3 separate regions of the Mus musculus genome follow, and all the other regions are linked to region 1. The links are chromatin contacts, called in public Micro-C and promoter capture Hi-C maps. All regions are on one chromosome and are shown on one strand. The core of a region is the stretch at or near the end of the contact, and the rest is flanking DNA. Distances in the headings are between cores, read along the strand shown. Region 1 holds the start of Plpp1 (phospholipid phosphatase 1). Region 2 holds the start of Snx18 (sorting nexin 18). Region 3 holds the start of Ankrd55 (ankyrin repeat domain 55).

Region 1 (4,490 bases), core at 1,441-3,940:
TCTGCTCATTTATCAGTTCCCACCTGTCCTGGCTAGGTTTTTGTTCTTGTTTTGTTTTGTTTTTTTGTTTGTATTTTTTTTCCGAGACAGGGTTTAGCCCTGGCTGTCCTGGAACTCACTTTGTAGACCAGGCTGGCCTCGAACTCAGAAATCCTCCTGCCTCTGCCTCTCCAGTTCTGGGATTAAAGGCATGCGCCACCACGCCAGGCCAGAGTTCATTTGTTGTTGTTGTTGTTTTCAATTTGACACAAGCTACAGTAATCTGGGAGGAGGGAATCTAGATTAAGGAACTGCCTTCATCAGACTGACCTATAGAGTCTGTAGGGCATTTTCCTGATTCATGATTGATTTGGGAGGGTCCTACTCACTGTGGGTGGTGCTGGTCCTGGGTGGTATTAGAAAGCTGGGGAGCAGGCCATGGGGAGCAGGCCAGTAAACAGTTTCTCCACTGTCTCAGCCTTGATTCCTACCTCGAGATTCCTGCCTTTAATTCCTGCCCTGACTTCCCCTCATGAGAGATTACAACTATAAACTTAAATAAACCCCTTCGCCCCCCAAGTTGCTTCTGTTCATGGTCTTTATACAGCAACAGAAACCAAACTAGGATGGTAGCTATCTGAAAGGAGATTTCCCATCAGCGGAACTAAAAAACTTCCATGTATGGGCAGTTGTCCCGGAATTCCTGATTCTCTCGCTTCCGGTCTTCAGTGTTAGAACTACAGGTGGATACCACCGTGTCCAACATCTTCATCTCAAAGCTGTTTAGGGAAGCCATCTTGCCTAGACTATACCTGGCACATAGTATGTGCTTGATAAAAGTTTAAAAAAAATAGTCATCTAAATGTATTATGACCTGTAGCCTCCCCCAGCCTCGAAGCAGGCTGATCCAGACTTTGACCTTGCTGCCACTACGGAGATTACCTAGGGTGGAGCCTTTCGACCTAGATGGCTCTATTGTTCTGTCAATTGCCACTGGTCTCCTCCAAGACACTGCTACCTGCTGAGAGGGCCCTGAGATATTCAGGAGGAACATCCTATCCTGCATGTCGCCTACAGGCTGGCTCCAGACACCAAGAATGGACTGGGCGGGGGATGGGCCTTCCCCTTATAAGCACACTCTCTTAGTAAACTGGCGAGACTTGAACAGGGAATCGTTTTGGCTTCATTATTTCTCTCGCCGTCTAAGTCTTTTTCAGCCCCAGCCTGCCTTCCAGGTGTACCCGGTTCAAGTAGGCCGCGGGGCTGGCATACAACAATGACCATGCTACCTAGGACTCTTGTAACTCTGGAGGTAAGGAAAACAACGAAATAATAATAATAATAATAATAATAATAATAATAATAATAATAAATAATAATGCCACATCTTTTTGCGTGTAAATTGTTGAGAGCTTTTAGAAACAATTAAAATAAGTTGAAATTTAAAAATCCATATATCTTTAAAATAAGAATATACTTTTACAAATACACATTTTTATGGCTTATAGTTGCACTTGGAAACACATCTGACTCCCCTTGGGAAGTAGCATCTTTCCACTCACTGGTCTTTTGGGATGCTTGGCAGGAAATACCTGAGAAAACAGAAGGCACATTCTGTGATTTGTATTTTACATCTTCCTATAAGAAGAAAAACCCCAGGGGTGCTGGCTCATGCCTGTAACGCCTTGGGAGGTAGATGCAGGAGTTAAGACCATTTTCGGCTACACAGCCGAATGTGAGGCCTGCCTGGGCTAAAGGAGTCTCTGTCAAAAAAAAAAAAAAAAAAAAAGTCTTGAGCAAGGAGGAAACCATGTATTGTTAAGATTGGTAGTGGTGGTTTAACTCTTTATAAAGCAATTGTCACATTATCTTCTCTGAGTCTCACCACTTCCTCTTAATTAGAATAGACAGCGGGGATCATTGAGATCCTCTTTTTACACATTTGGAAACTGAGATTACTAAATGTGTTCTGGAGGCCTCCTGGGAATGGGTACGGGGACTGCCACTATTGAATCATTGATATTTCTTAAGACATAGTTAACTCTATTGTTTGTGTGAGCATGGCTGAAGCTGCGCTACTGATCAAAAATAAGGCCCCTCCGTGCTAAAGCCAGAGCTCTACCATTGAACAAGTCTCCAAACTCCTCCCAAGTGAAGTCCCAACGAAGTCTATTGCAGTAGGAGACATGACTTGCAGTTAGCGGAAACTGAGCTGGAGATTCGAAGTCAGTGAACAGAACATGACTAAGAAGACATTAATGGCAGGGGTATTCTTGCTAAGGGTAGACTGCGGATTTACGTACACCAAAGGCGGGAGGGTTCAGATATTAAGTATTAGAATATCAAGAATGACCAGAGGGCAAGAAGGATTCTTGCTAGAATGAAGCTCAGCTACGACCAACAGGAAGGCCAAGGTGCAGGCCCCTCACAGAAAGGGGCTTAGAGGTAACTCATTTAAACAGTTTGGAGGGAGAGCCCATGGGAGGAGAAGGATGGCGGGCAGCAGGAGCTATGGAATGGTGTATCGGGGTCTGGCTCTCCTTTAAAGGAAGCATCGCCTAGCACTAAAGGGCTGAATGGACTAAAGAGAGGACTCCCAATCCCTGCAATTGGCCCCGCCCCGTTAACCAGCTTCCAGATTCGGGGCGGGCTCCGCAAGTCGGCGGGGCGGGGCCGATGGCGCTGATTGGCTGTCTGCGCTGGCCTGGGTTTCGTCCCCGCGCGCTGCAGCCGGCGAGACCGCGCACTGGCCGGAGCGGCGCGCCTGGGGCGGGAGGAGCGGTGTTCCTCCAGTCCTCATCCTTAGAGCTCGCCCGGCCTGTTGGAGAGGGCACAGGGCAGCGGAGGGCGATTGGCCGCGACGAGCCAGCACTGAGAGAGCAGGCGCCTGAGGCGACAGATCGGCGGCCACTGGCCCAGTACCGGGTCCGTGAAGGGAAAAGTCCGGGACACGATTGCCCTCGGTGGCAGGGCGGCCCAATCCAAACTGCCCTGGTCCCTGCTCCCGTCAGTCTAAGAGGCTCGCAGTCGCTTGGGGCGGCCGCCATCCCGAGGGCGGGGCTCTGGGAATTGGGTATCTGGACCGCCGCGGTCTGTTCCTCCCGCCACTCGCACCAGGTGGTGACACCATCCAGCCGGTGACCATGTTCGACAAGACGCGGCTGCCGTACGTGGCCCTCGATGTGATTTGCGTGTTGCTGGGTACGTAGGCGCCGCGGCCCGGGGGTCTTCCAGGCGGAGCCGCGCACCGGTGTGGGGTGGGTGTGCCCGGCGTGCGCGCGCGCGCGTGCGCCGGTGGCTGCGGAGAGAGTTGTGGGGAGCCGTTTGCGCAGCTCGGGGGGCCGGGGCTGGGTGGGGGTGGGGGTGATCCCCGCTTCTGCATCCAACACTCTGGCTCCAGCGTGGGCTCTCCCTGCCTGTCTGCCGGTGCGCTGAGTCTAGCCCTGCTTGGCCTCTGTTCTCGCCTGTGCTGTTACCCTCTGTTTCCCGGCCCACTCTAACAGGCAGGGTGGGCTCCTCCCTCTGCACCGTGCAGAGAATCCTGGTCTCTGGCTCATCAGGTTCTGCAGCGAAGCTGGAGGTTCGGTACACTCGGACTTTTCCCTCCCTGGGAACAGGCAGGCAGGCAGGCAGGCAGGCTTCAGTGCCCAGCTTATCATAACTTGGTGAGAAGCACTTGAAAGTTTTCTTCGTCTATAAAAGGTTTAGAACGTTCCTAATTAGAAGGCGTCGTCAGGTTGTAAATTGTCAGGTTGCAGGAGCGATGGAGATGGCCAGGTTTCTGCCTGATGAGGTCTGAAGAAGCTTGCTTTTCCCCATCCCATCCCGTAGAAGTCCTGCTATTGGCTTATAGCGCAGCCCTTGCCTTGGTGTGCCTGTCTCCTGTGACAGCCTGGCACGGAGCGCCTTTAGCTTCTTTAATTTCTTTAGCTACAGCAAAGTTAAGGTTATTTCCCTGGTGGAAGACTTCAATTCTGGGGTCTTTCGTCTCCAGATGTTTTTTTTTGTTTTGTTTTGTTTCTCCTTCAGGAGAAACAAAAACAAAACTTCCCAAACCTCCAAAACTAGAGTCATCTTGTCAAGGGATAGGCATGGAAGGGGTAGCTTTCACTTTTTTTCTTTTTCTTTTTTCTTCTTTTTTTTCCTGTATCGTGTCTGTCACTTGTAGACCATTGGGTCAGGCAATTTACCTAGTTGTAAGCTGTTGGAAGTTTGGGTGGTGGGACTCTGGTTTAAGTAACTGACATAGTCCTGGCGAGTTTTCAAGGCGACTGAACTAGTGGCTTTTGCATCCTAGATACAAATCAGCATAATGGTTCCTCAGAGATAGGAAATTTCCCCAGGCTTTAACTTAATCTCGCTGTTCTAGACTATTCCTCTCTCTTGCTTCCAGCCTGACCATTTAGGTGCCTATAATCTTATAAAATTGTTAAAATTTTAGTACCTGTTTTTTTTAAATGCATTTTCTCTCTCTCTCTCTCTCTCTCTCTCTCTCTCTCTCTCTCTCTCTC
Region 2 (4,490 bases), core at 938-3,437, 820 kb after region 1:
GGGGAAAGCCTGCCTTACCTTTATTCCCAGGCATCCATTCTTCCTACTGCCTCTCCCATCTCTGCCAGCCCTGCAGTGTTCAAAGGGCTGCCTAGTCTGGCTTGGGTGCCCCTGCCAATTCTGCCCAGCCCACAAGCTTATACATCAGAACAGCTGATTCCTCTGCCTATTCAAATTCTGAAGTGACAACACGGTCTGAAAATCTAGCCCTCTAAAGAGTGGCAGGCAGTCCCTGACTAGAAGGAGCATTCTAACAATCCACTGAACACTCGGAAAGGAAAATCCCAACAGTCCACAACCCTAAGATCCCCAGACACGGAGAACCACCAGGAGCCTGAAACCCGGCAGTGGTATGCCTATCCAAGTCACCACTTTCTACCTTAAAAAAACACCCCGTGCCACCGGCCCTACAGGCCAAGCTTTACCTTTCTGAACATGGATGATGTCTGGGAAGTTGGCCAGGTGCCCCTGATACAGTGCTAACAGGTCCATGACTGGGTCCAGGTCCTGCCTGGGCTGCTCAGCGAAGAGTTCGCCGATGGCGTCGTAGGCGTCTCCAGTGAAGGCAATGGCCTGATTCAGACCCACGGAGAAGGCCTGCTGATCCAGCTCAAAGGCTTGGCTGAGACCCCGGAAGGACTGGCCCACCTTCTGATACTCCTTCTTGAAGCCAGTCACCTGCTTGCGCGCAAACTCGTTGGCGGTGTGGTTGAGCTGCAACGCACTGTCGTCCATCTTCTTGGTGAAGCATTTGAAGCCATCTATCTTGCTCTCCACCTCCTGCAGGTCCAGGGCGGCGGCAGGTGGGGTGCTCAGAGTGAGGAAGAAGTTGGCGCCCACCATCTCATCCTTCTCAGCCTTCCGCTTACCCTGTTTCCAGGCCTTCTCATCAGTGCTGCTGGGGCAGGTCAGGAAATGCTGGAAGACGTCGCACTGCGCCAGCACCGGGTGGCTGGCCATGTGGTTCATCCACCAGATCAGACCCTTCCTGCGTTTGGAGATGAAGTCCTCTTCGAAGCGCCCGGTGGCCTGCTTCTCAGGCAGATGGGGCACCGAGATGACTGGGAATTTCTCCGCCAGGCGCGCATACAGCCAATCGAAGTGCTTATAGCGCCTGTGCACGGGCACCTGGGTATGCGTGGGCACCAGCTTGTAAGAGATGTAGCTCTTCATGCCCTTGAACTTGGTCTGCTTGGTGGGGTCGTCGATGGTGCACTGGAAGGGGTAGGGGTTCTCCTGCCACTCGGGGCCGTAGGGACCCAGCACCACGCACAGCTTGTCCCCATCCTTCACGAAGCCTGACGCCTCTCCCAGCACGAAGGCCTCCCCGCCCGACTTGACGAAGGTGGAGAAGCGATTGAGGTTGCGGCTCACCGTGGCCGAGCTCTTGGCTCCAGACGCTTGGTGCGCCGGGGGCGCCGAGACGCCGCGGGAGCCCAGAGACAGGTCCGAGCGGGTGGACAGGCGGTAGCGGCCGGCCGCACCGCCGCCCGCCGACGACGAGCCGTCGAGGTCCGGGTACGCGCCGCTGCCCAGCGCGCCTGGCTCATCGGCCACCGTGGAGCTGTCGTCCCACTCGTCGTCCCAGTCATCGTCGCTGCCCAGGCTGGCCTGGTATCCACCGTAGAGCTGCTGGGGCGACGGCTGCAGGGCGCCCCCGCCGTAGGGAAAGCCGGCGCCCGGCGGCTGGAAGGAACCGGGTGACGCCTGCGGCTGCAGCAGCGGCGGGAAGGCGGCGGGTGGCGCGGCGGGCAGAGGCTCGAAGCCGCCGGGCGGCACGTTGGCGTAGCGGGCCGGAGCTCCCGGGCCGCCGTCGGCCGGAGGGCCAGGCTCCGGCGCACGGATCACCTGCACGTAGGAGGCCGGGAAGAGGCCGCGGTCGCCGCGGCTGTTGATCCCTTCGAGCCAGCCCTCGATGTCCTGCTCGCTGCACAGGCTCAGCACCTCGTGCTCCCGCAGGGAGATCTCACCGGGGTTCTCGGACTTAAAGTCGTAGAGCGCCCGGGCGCGCAGCGCCATGGTCCCGAGCCCGGCGCCCCGAGCTCGGGCCGGTCCGAGGGCCCCTGCAGTCAGGATCCCCCCCCCGAACGCCGAAGGGAAGCCTGGAGGGCAGCGCACCGGTCCGCTCCCCGCTCCGCTCTCGCCCTCCGTGCAGCTCGGCTCGGCTCGCAGCAGCGACTGCAACTCGGGGCCGCCGCCGGCCGGGGGCGGGGCCCGGAGCGCCCACGTCCCCAGCAGAGCTAATCCATTGCCGAGAGCCGCGTGCCAGACGAGAGCAAGCGACGGCCGAGCAGCCGTGCCTGCGCCGACTCTGCGGCCGCCGCTGCCACCTTGTGGCGGCTACGGAAAAGGCGCGCGCTTGAGTGACCACGTGGTGGGTGGGAGGCTTTCAGAAGTGAATTATCTGAAATTGTTTAGATTTGTACGTTAGAAAATGTGGGGTAGGGTTTTTTTTGTTGTTGTTCTTTTTTTGTTTTTTGTTGTTTTTGGGGTTTTTGTTGTTGTTGTTTTTAAATAGATTATTTATATCTACGATAGCCAGCTGTTACTTCTCAGAGTAAATGCTCTTAAAATGACCTTAACCCAAGCTTGTAATAAAGGCGTTCACAAAGAAGATTAGCTGTTGCACTGATAAGTACGTCTTTGCCAGGGTTAATGTGTAGTAACTCACAAGATCCTCATCTTGTCACTAAAGGTGCGGTTCCCTTCCTTCCTGTACTCTCTGATCTTGTACACAAGGAGTGGAGCCTGGAACAAAGCTGGAATTCGGGAAGATCCTTGTTTGACCAGAGGCAAGGGTGGTGCAGGGAAAGAGAGCTGAGAAGTCTCCAGTGAACGTGCAGAGTTGGGTGCTAGCACACGTGCAGCGAATGAAAGCTCAGGCTTCAGGGCCCAGGGCGCAGGAGCCAGGCTCGGTTCTGGCTCTGACTGGCTGTATGACCTTGAGCCTGTCACTTGCGCTGTCCTTATCTCTGAGAGTTTGTGGATTGTGTGATAATGGCTTTCTTATCTTACAGGTGACTGAAGTGAAATGCTAATATACTCGGTAAGCACTGTCCACTTGTTGGCTGCGGCTGTTATGAGGGGAAACGCGATCTCTGGCCTCTTTTCTAAGAGAGAAAGAAGGGTCCTAGAACTAGTTATAACTAGAGCTGTCATAGGTGTGGTACGCAACAGGCTTACAACTTTACACTTCCTCCTAGGTCATTGACAAAACCTCTCCTTTTCAATAAATTTATGTTAAGTAGATCAAAAATCACTTCCTGAGAGTTTAATAGACGTATGTCAATATCCCGTGGTTGCCTTGTTTCAAATCTTTTCCTTCAATATGTAATTTGCCCAAGGCTTATTTTCTCACGCTCCGCTTACTGAGTCTAGCCTAATCCTTTGAGGATACCTCTAACTGGAGTTCTACAGTCACGTGTCATGAATTTCCGCCTGCCCTCTGACCCCTTCTATGGCAATCCAGCAATCAGACCAGAAGATTCCATTCTCCTAAGCACGGCAGCTAACTTAGCATCCTGTTCAAAGCCACTAACGAAAGTACACCACACTCGGCACCCGCACTGGGCCTCCTATTGCACAGCCTTAACTCAATCTCCTGAGCTCTTTCTGAAGTGCAGCAAGCACTTTCAGCTCAAAATTCCGAATGTGACGATTGTCGTGGAGACCAATCAGTGAGATTCAACTTGCCATAGTCGGAAACATAAAGTCAACACCAACTGAACAGCTTAAATTATGTATGATCCATGAGATATTCACCTCGGATGGTCCAGATAAAACACAACGGATTAGTCAGTAGTAAACTTTAAATTCGAGAGTTAGTTACAGTAACTTCAGGCTTATCTCAGGTATAATGATTCCATGAGTTTACGTGAAAGTCTGTTCAAAAGGGTTGTGCAACTGCAGAAGCGATTGCTAAGGGTCTCCGCGTGTTGGGGGTGTGTGTGTGGGGGGGAATAGTGATACCCCGAGTGCGCATGCTCTCTACCCCCAGTGCGCATGTTCTAAGTGTGCATGGCTCTGTGAGTGCTCAGCCTCGGAGAGAAAGGTTACAGACTTGCGTTCTTGAGGAATCAGGCTTTGGGAGGGAGGGGACCAAAACTGCCACGGTGCTTGGCCCTGTGGTCAGAATGGTAGGAAATACTCTACCCTAAGATGGTCTTGGATATGGAGAAAATGTGTTTTAGCATGAATAACTTGCAATCGTTCACCTATGGAAGTAAATATATCAATGCATTTATAAAAGATTTGTCTAGAACACAGCTTAAACTGTGGCTTACAACCCCATAGAGAGTCCACATAGCTGAATGAGAAACTCATGACTCGTGACAGTAACATTTTCCCGGAACAGGCAGCGAACAAATATTTAATTCAGCATCAAATACATAATGAGTCTGAGGTGATTCTGGCCAATGCTCAGCCATATCACGAGCCCAACGTCACTGCAGCCTTGGTTTCAGACACACAATAAGCTCACCTTGCAGGAT
Region 3 (4,490 bases), core at 655-3,154, 510 kb before region 1:
CCTCTGAACAATAGAAACCACTGAGACACATTTCAAAGAGAGCTCCTTTATGTCGTTAGAGCTGAACAGACTCAGTTTGCCATCAAGGTCATGTTCATGGGTTCTGGGGCTTAAGGCGTGTATATCTTTTCAGGAGTCATTCTACAAACCACTGAGCCCACCCTGGTTCCATATAGCAGTGGGTTTGGAAACACTCCAGGCAACAGGCTAGAGTATCAGAAGGCTGACTTCAGCAGTTGTTCTTCTCCCAGTCCTGCTGTCCTACACCACCTAGCTCATCTGTCAACAATGTGTTGTATTTCTCCTCTGTATGCATGATGTGTGTGTTTGCTTGTGGGGTATATATATGTGTGGTATATATATATGTGTGGGTGACCATTTCAGCATACACATGTAGGGACCACAGTTGACATGAGTGTCTTTCTTGATTGCTCACCCTTTATATATTAAGGCACAGTCCCTCCATCAGATCCAGAGCTCACTGCTAGTCTAGCCATCCAGCTTGCTCCTGAAATCCTGTCTCCACCTCCCCAGCACTGAGATGACAGTCAAACTGCCACATCCTGGACTCTAAAAATGCTAAAGCAACAACTTGATCCACTGAGTTATCTCTCCAGCCTCTGCTTGTATTTTTAAATCAAATACTGCAGAGTATTTTGAAAGGAAGGAGCCCAAGTGGAAAAGAATAGCGATGAATAACATTGTTGGGTAAATAATAGTACTGCTGAGTCATAATAACAGTCCTGCTGAGTCATACTAACAGTCCTGCTGAGTCATAGTAACAGTACTGCTGAGTCATGGTTCTGTGAGGTGAATAACAGTGCTTGTGAGTGAGTGATATTACTAGTGAGTGGTAGCATTGTCATAGAGATGTGAGGCCCTTTTTTATGAAAAATAAATGACAGGCAAGTAGAAAATATGTGTCAAAAGATAAAAGAGAACTGCCTACAAAAGAACACAGAACATAGACTAGACCATTCTATATCAAAACAAATGTAAAGACTAAGAGTGTAGTTCAGTAGTTGACCACTTATCTAGTATATAATGTTTGGGTTTAATCTCTGTACTACAAAAAAAAAGTATTAATATAGCCATACGCAGAGGAAAAAAAGAAAACATTTCCAGCACTATGTCTAAAATCAAATATCTGTTAGTTAAAAAGAAAAGGGAGTTGCCATGATCAGTGACATACAAAAAGCCAGGTGCTATCACTCACCACCCAGGCTCTTGGAGGACAGATAGGAGAATCCTGGCTTCCTGCCAGCCAACCTAGGCACCCGGACAAGGCCTGGGTGTCAGGGAGAGACTCTCTCTGGAAAAAACAAGGAAGGTGATCCTGAAAAGAGATTCCTGATGGACCTGTGACATATACACGCTCAGGTGTGCACACATATAGATATAAAGCCAAAACCACAAAGGAAATGTCTTCATTTTGTAAAAACACAAACGAACTAGACAGATGTCTTCCCCTAGCAATAGACAGTACCACCGTATGCAAATAAGAGCAAGATTTCCCCCTCAGGTTTTTAACCCTAGAGGATGAATTTATTTGACTGCTTCTCGAAGCAGTATGGCTGGTGACTTGTCAGGCTTCATGCAGAATGCAGTAAGGCACAGCCTTGTGACTGCAGGCTGTTTGATTTAGTCTGCACAGATATTTGAACCTTGACCTTCAACCTTTCACTGCCCACCCTCAAAGTCTCTCTGACAGGAGGAGGTCACTGCAGGGAGCCTGAACCTCCCCCCATCCCCCCACCCCCAGCAGCAGTGCATAACTACTCAGCAGGGCACGTGGACTGCAGCCTCCTGCTACAATATTTACATCCTATTCCACTGAGATGGCCCGTCTCTGCTCACATGACCCAAATGCAGTTCTCACTCCACCAAGAACAAACAGCCAGCACGCAGTCTGCGCTGGCGGCTTTGCACATGCTCCGTCTGGCCCTGTGAATCTCACTCACTCATTGAGGTTTCTATTGGTTTAAAGCGACCTTCCAGTCGCCTCAGCCGAAGCTCTGAGATCTGCAGCATTTTCCTGGCCCAGATCCAAGGCAGGCACCCCCGTGAAGGCTGTCTTATTTTAGGGTTTGGGATGTTTTGTCTGTCTGCTTGGGGGAAGGGTATATAATACTCACACGTCAGTGTTGATGGTGAATGGGATTCTGAGAGTAACACTTCCTCCCCTGCAGAAAGAGTGTTTTTTATGTCTTTGCAAAGGTAGCCTTGAAGGCGCCCGGCAGATCTAACACACACTTAATTCTACAACGGGAGCTGACGCCAACGATGCTGAAGCTGACTGACGTTGGCTGCAGTGTGTGAAATGGTGTTTTCTCCTCTCCAGAGCCCTGACTGGGTTTTTTTTGCCGTTCTGATGGTAAACGATGAGACAGGCTACCATGGATTTCAGCACCTCTTCTGTGTTTGATCAGCACAAAGGTAACACGATGTTTTACCACTCCAATGGCGAAGAGATTTCCAGTTTGTAAGGAGAAGAGGAAAGGTGTGTGTGTGTGAGTGTGTGTGTGTGTGTGTGTGTGTGTGTGTGTGTGTGTGTGTGTGTGTGTGTGTGAAAACAAACCTGGTAAGGACTTGATAAGCTTTTAGGAAAAGAAAAGAAAAAAAAAGCTTACGGGCTTTCTGTCTTGCGGATGTATTCCTAGTCCTACTCTTTGGTTTGAGACATATCAGCTACTTTAGATAGTATCATCTTTATGTCATGTCATAAAGTATGTTAGAGAAAGCAATATCAGAATGCATACCGGGCCTCTTTCAGCCCGTAAATCTCATATTTCGTCACTTCAGCCATCACGAGGCACTGTGGATTCCCCTCCAAGAGAGACCTGACCCACAGACGGGTCCTGCTGATGCCACACCTCGTTCAAGACCGTGCAGTGACTTAATACTGTATTATTTAATTGCAATGGCAGAGTGGGTTTTTTCCCCCTACCCTTCATTTGCATACAGAAAGTCATCCTTCCACGGGCCAAGTAGGCTGTGAGATTCATTGCCATCATCAGACTCACAGCCTGTCAGTCTGTGTGAGTGTGGCTTTGCATGTGCTGTGTGCCTCCACACATGTATTTGTCATCTGTGTAATTAGACCATTTTTTCTATGTACGATGGAGGGGAATTCCCACACTTTAAATACAGCAGACCTTCCCAGAGCCTTTTAATGAAACGTACGGCATCTAACCCACTCGCCGCACTAGGATTCTGCAGCTTCTCAGAGCTTGGTTAGTTTCTTTCTTTCAGCTACACTATGAAATGGTGGCTTGCGGAAGCCTCATTAGCAATAGCCATTTCTTCTTTCTTTTTCCCAATTATCGATGCTTCAAGGCAAGGTCACCTCCTCTAGATCTGGCTTCGTGGCATGGGTAAATGATGTTTGCTCAATGGATTTCTCAAATAATAACATAGATTTAGATTCCTGAGGCAGATAGAGTCTTCTCCAATTCTTGCTCAGAGAGGGGGTAAAGAGGGAGAGAGAGAGAGAGAGAGAGAGAGAGAGAGAGAGAGAGAGAGAGAGAGAGAGATCGATCTTGAGAACATCTTGATTCACACTGAGTCTGTAGACAGGCACCACAGGAAGGGGGCTTACTGTAGTTCCCCCACCACCACCTCCTCTCCTCCCTGTACGTTTTGTTCCACTGATGGCAATCAGCAGAAGTGAGAGCTCTGCTTAGAATCAAGCTGCTTGTGCTGGTTAGAGAAGAGTGTTGCCAAGCCGCAGAATCACAGAGAAACACGGTGGTCATTTGGGAGACTAATCTGAGGGAGCAGGGACTGACTGCAGAAGAACAAGTCCTTCAAAACAAATGTATCTGTGCCAGCCTGGCTCTTTCTATCTGGAGTGAGCTTGGGAAATAACTAAAGTGCTGGTTTAGAATATTTTCTTGCAGCATCTTTTGTGGGAGCAATTCAGGGCAATTCTTCTACCTGATTCTTCCCATAATATTAACTCTAACTCTCTCTCTCTCTCTCTCTCTCTCTCTCTCTCTCTCTCTCTCTCTCTCTCCATCTCTCCATCTCTCACTCCTTTCTCTCTGATGGCAGCAGAGGTTTACACATTCATAGCTCTGAAAAGCAAATCAGTTCAGCTTTTCAGGCTCCACATTTTATCTGACCTCTCTGGACCTTCGCTTCCTTTGCAGTAAAATGATGGAAAAGCTGTTCACTGCAAAGATACATAATGGCATTTAAGCAGTTGCCCCCTTGTTGAGGCCCGGTGTTCCAAATCATGGCTGTGGCTGTTGCTGGTGATTTTAGTACCACTTGATCATCCCCTTGACCTCTAACTTAAATGTAACCGTCTCACTGAGGAGGTTCAGTTGCTGTTGGGTGGACTAGATTGCATACCTTCTTCAGTCAAAACCCCAAGGGGGCCTCTCAGAGTAAGTTCTGAGAGATAGTTGACAGAAATGATACCCACATAGTTCTATCACCACTCCCCAAGCCTTCCCCCACTGTAAAAGCACGGGAAAGCCTCATAA

Evidence for each region. Hi-C and Micro-C count contacts between places; a contact is called where the count stands out from the background. Capture Hi-C pulls out chosen DNA fragments and counts their contacts.
Region 2: a Micro-C map of embryonic stem cells shows a contact between it and region 1, with 5 times the contacts expected there. The contact joins the promoter of Snx18 here to the promoter of Plpp1 in region 1. A contact is called at or near these places in 3 of 39 promoter capture datasets (liver and pre-B cells), 2 of 484 Hi-C or Micro-C datasets (both in embryonic stem cells) and 1 of 115 datasets of contacts at active chromatin or transcription factors (bone marrow-derived macrophages).
Region 3: a contact with region 1 is called in a promoter capture Hi-C map of adipose tissue. The contact joins the promoter of Ankrd55 here to the promoter of Plpp1 in region 1. A contact is called at or near these places in 3 of 39 promoter capture datasets (the 3T3-L1 cell line, the C10 cell line and pre-B cells) and 1 of 9 other capture datasets (adipose tissue).

The regions. Positions count from the first base shown.
Region 1 is chr13:112,798,087-112,802,576 of GRCm38.p6, forward strand. Plpp1 (phospholipid phosphatase 1) reads left to right here and starts at 2,691. Exons shown (of 6, transcript NM_008903.2): 1 at 2,691-3,180. The coding sequence starts at 3,123. It overlaps Gm41067 (a long non-coding RNA gene), which reads left to right. Exons shown (of 3, transcript XR_873969.2): 3 at 1,187-1,285.
Region 2 is chr13:113,616,377-113,620,866 of GRCm38.p6, forward strand. Snx18 (sorting nexin 18) reads right to left here and starts at 2,188. Exons shown (of 2, transcript NM_130796.4): 1 at 426-2,188. The coding sequence starts at 2,019.
Region 3 is chr13:112,286,547-112,291,036 of GRCm38.p6, forward strand. It overlaps Ankrd55 (ankyrin repeat domain 55), which reads left to right and starts at 1,905. Exons shown (of 11, transcript NM_029898.3): 1 at 1,905-2,436. The coding sequence starts at 2,382.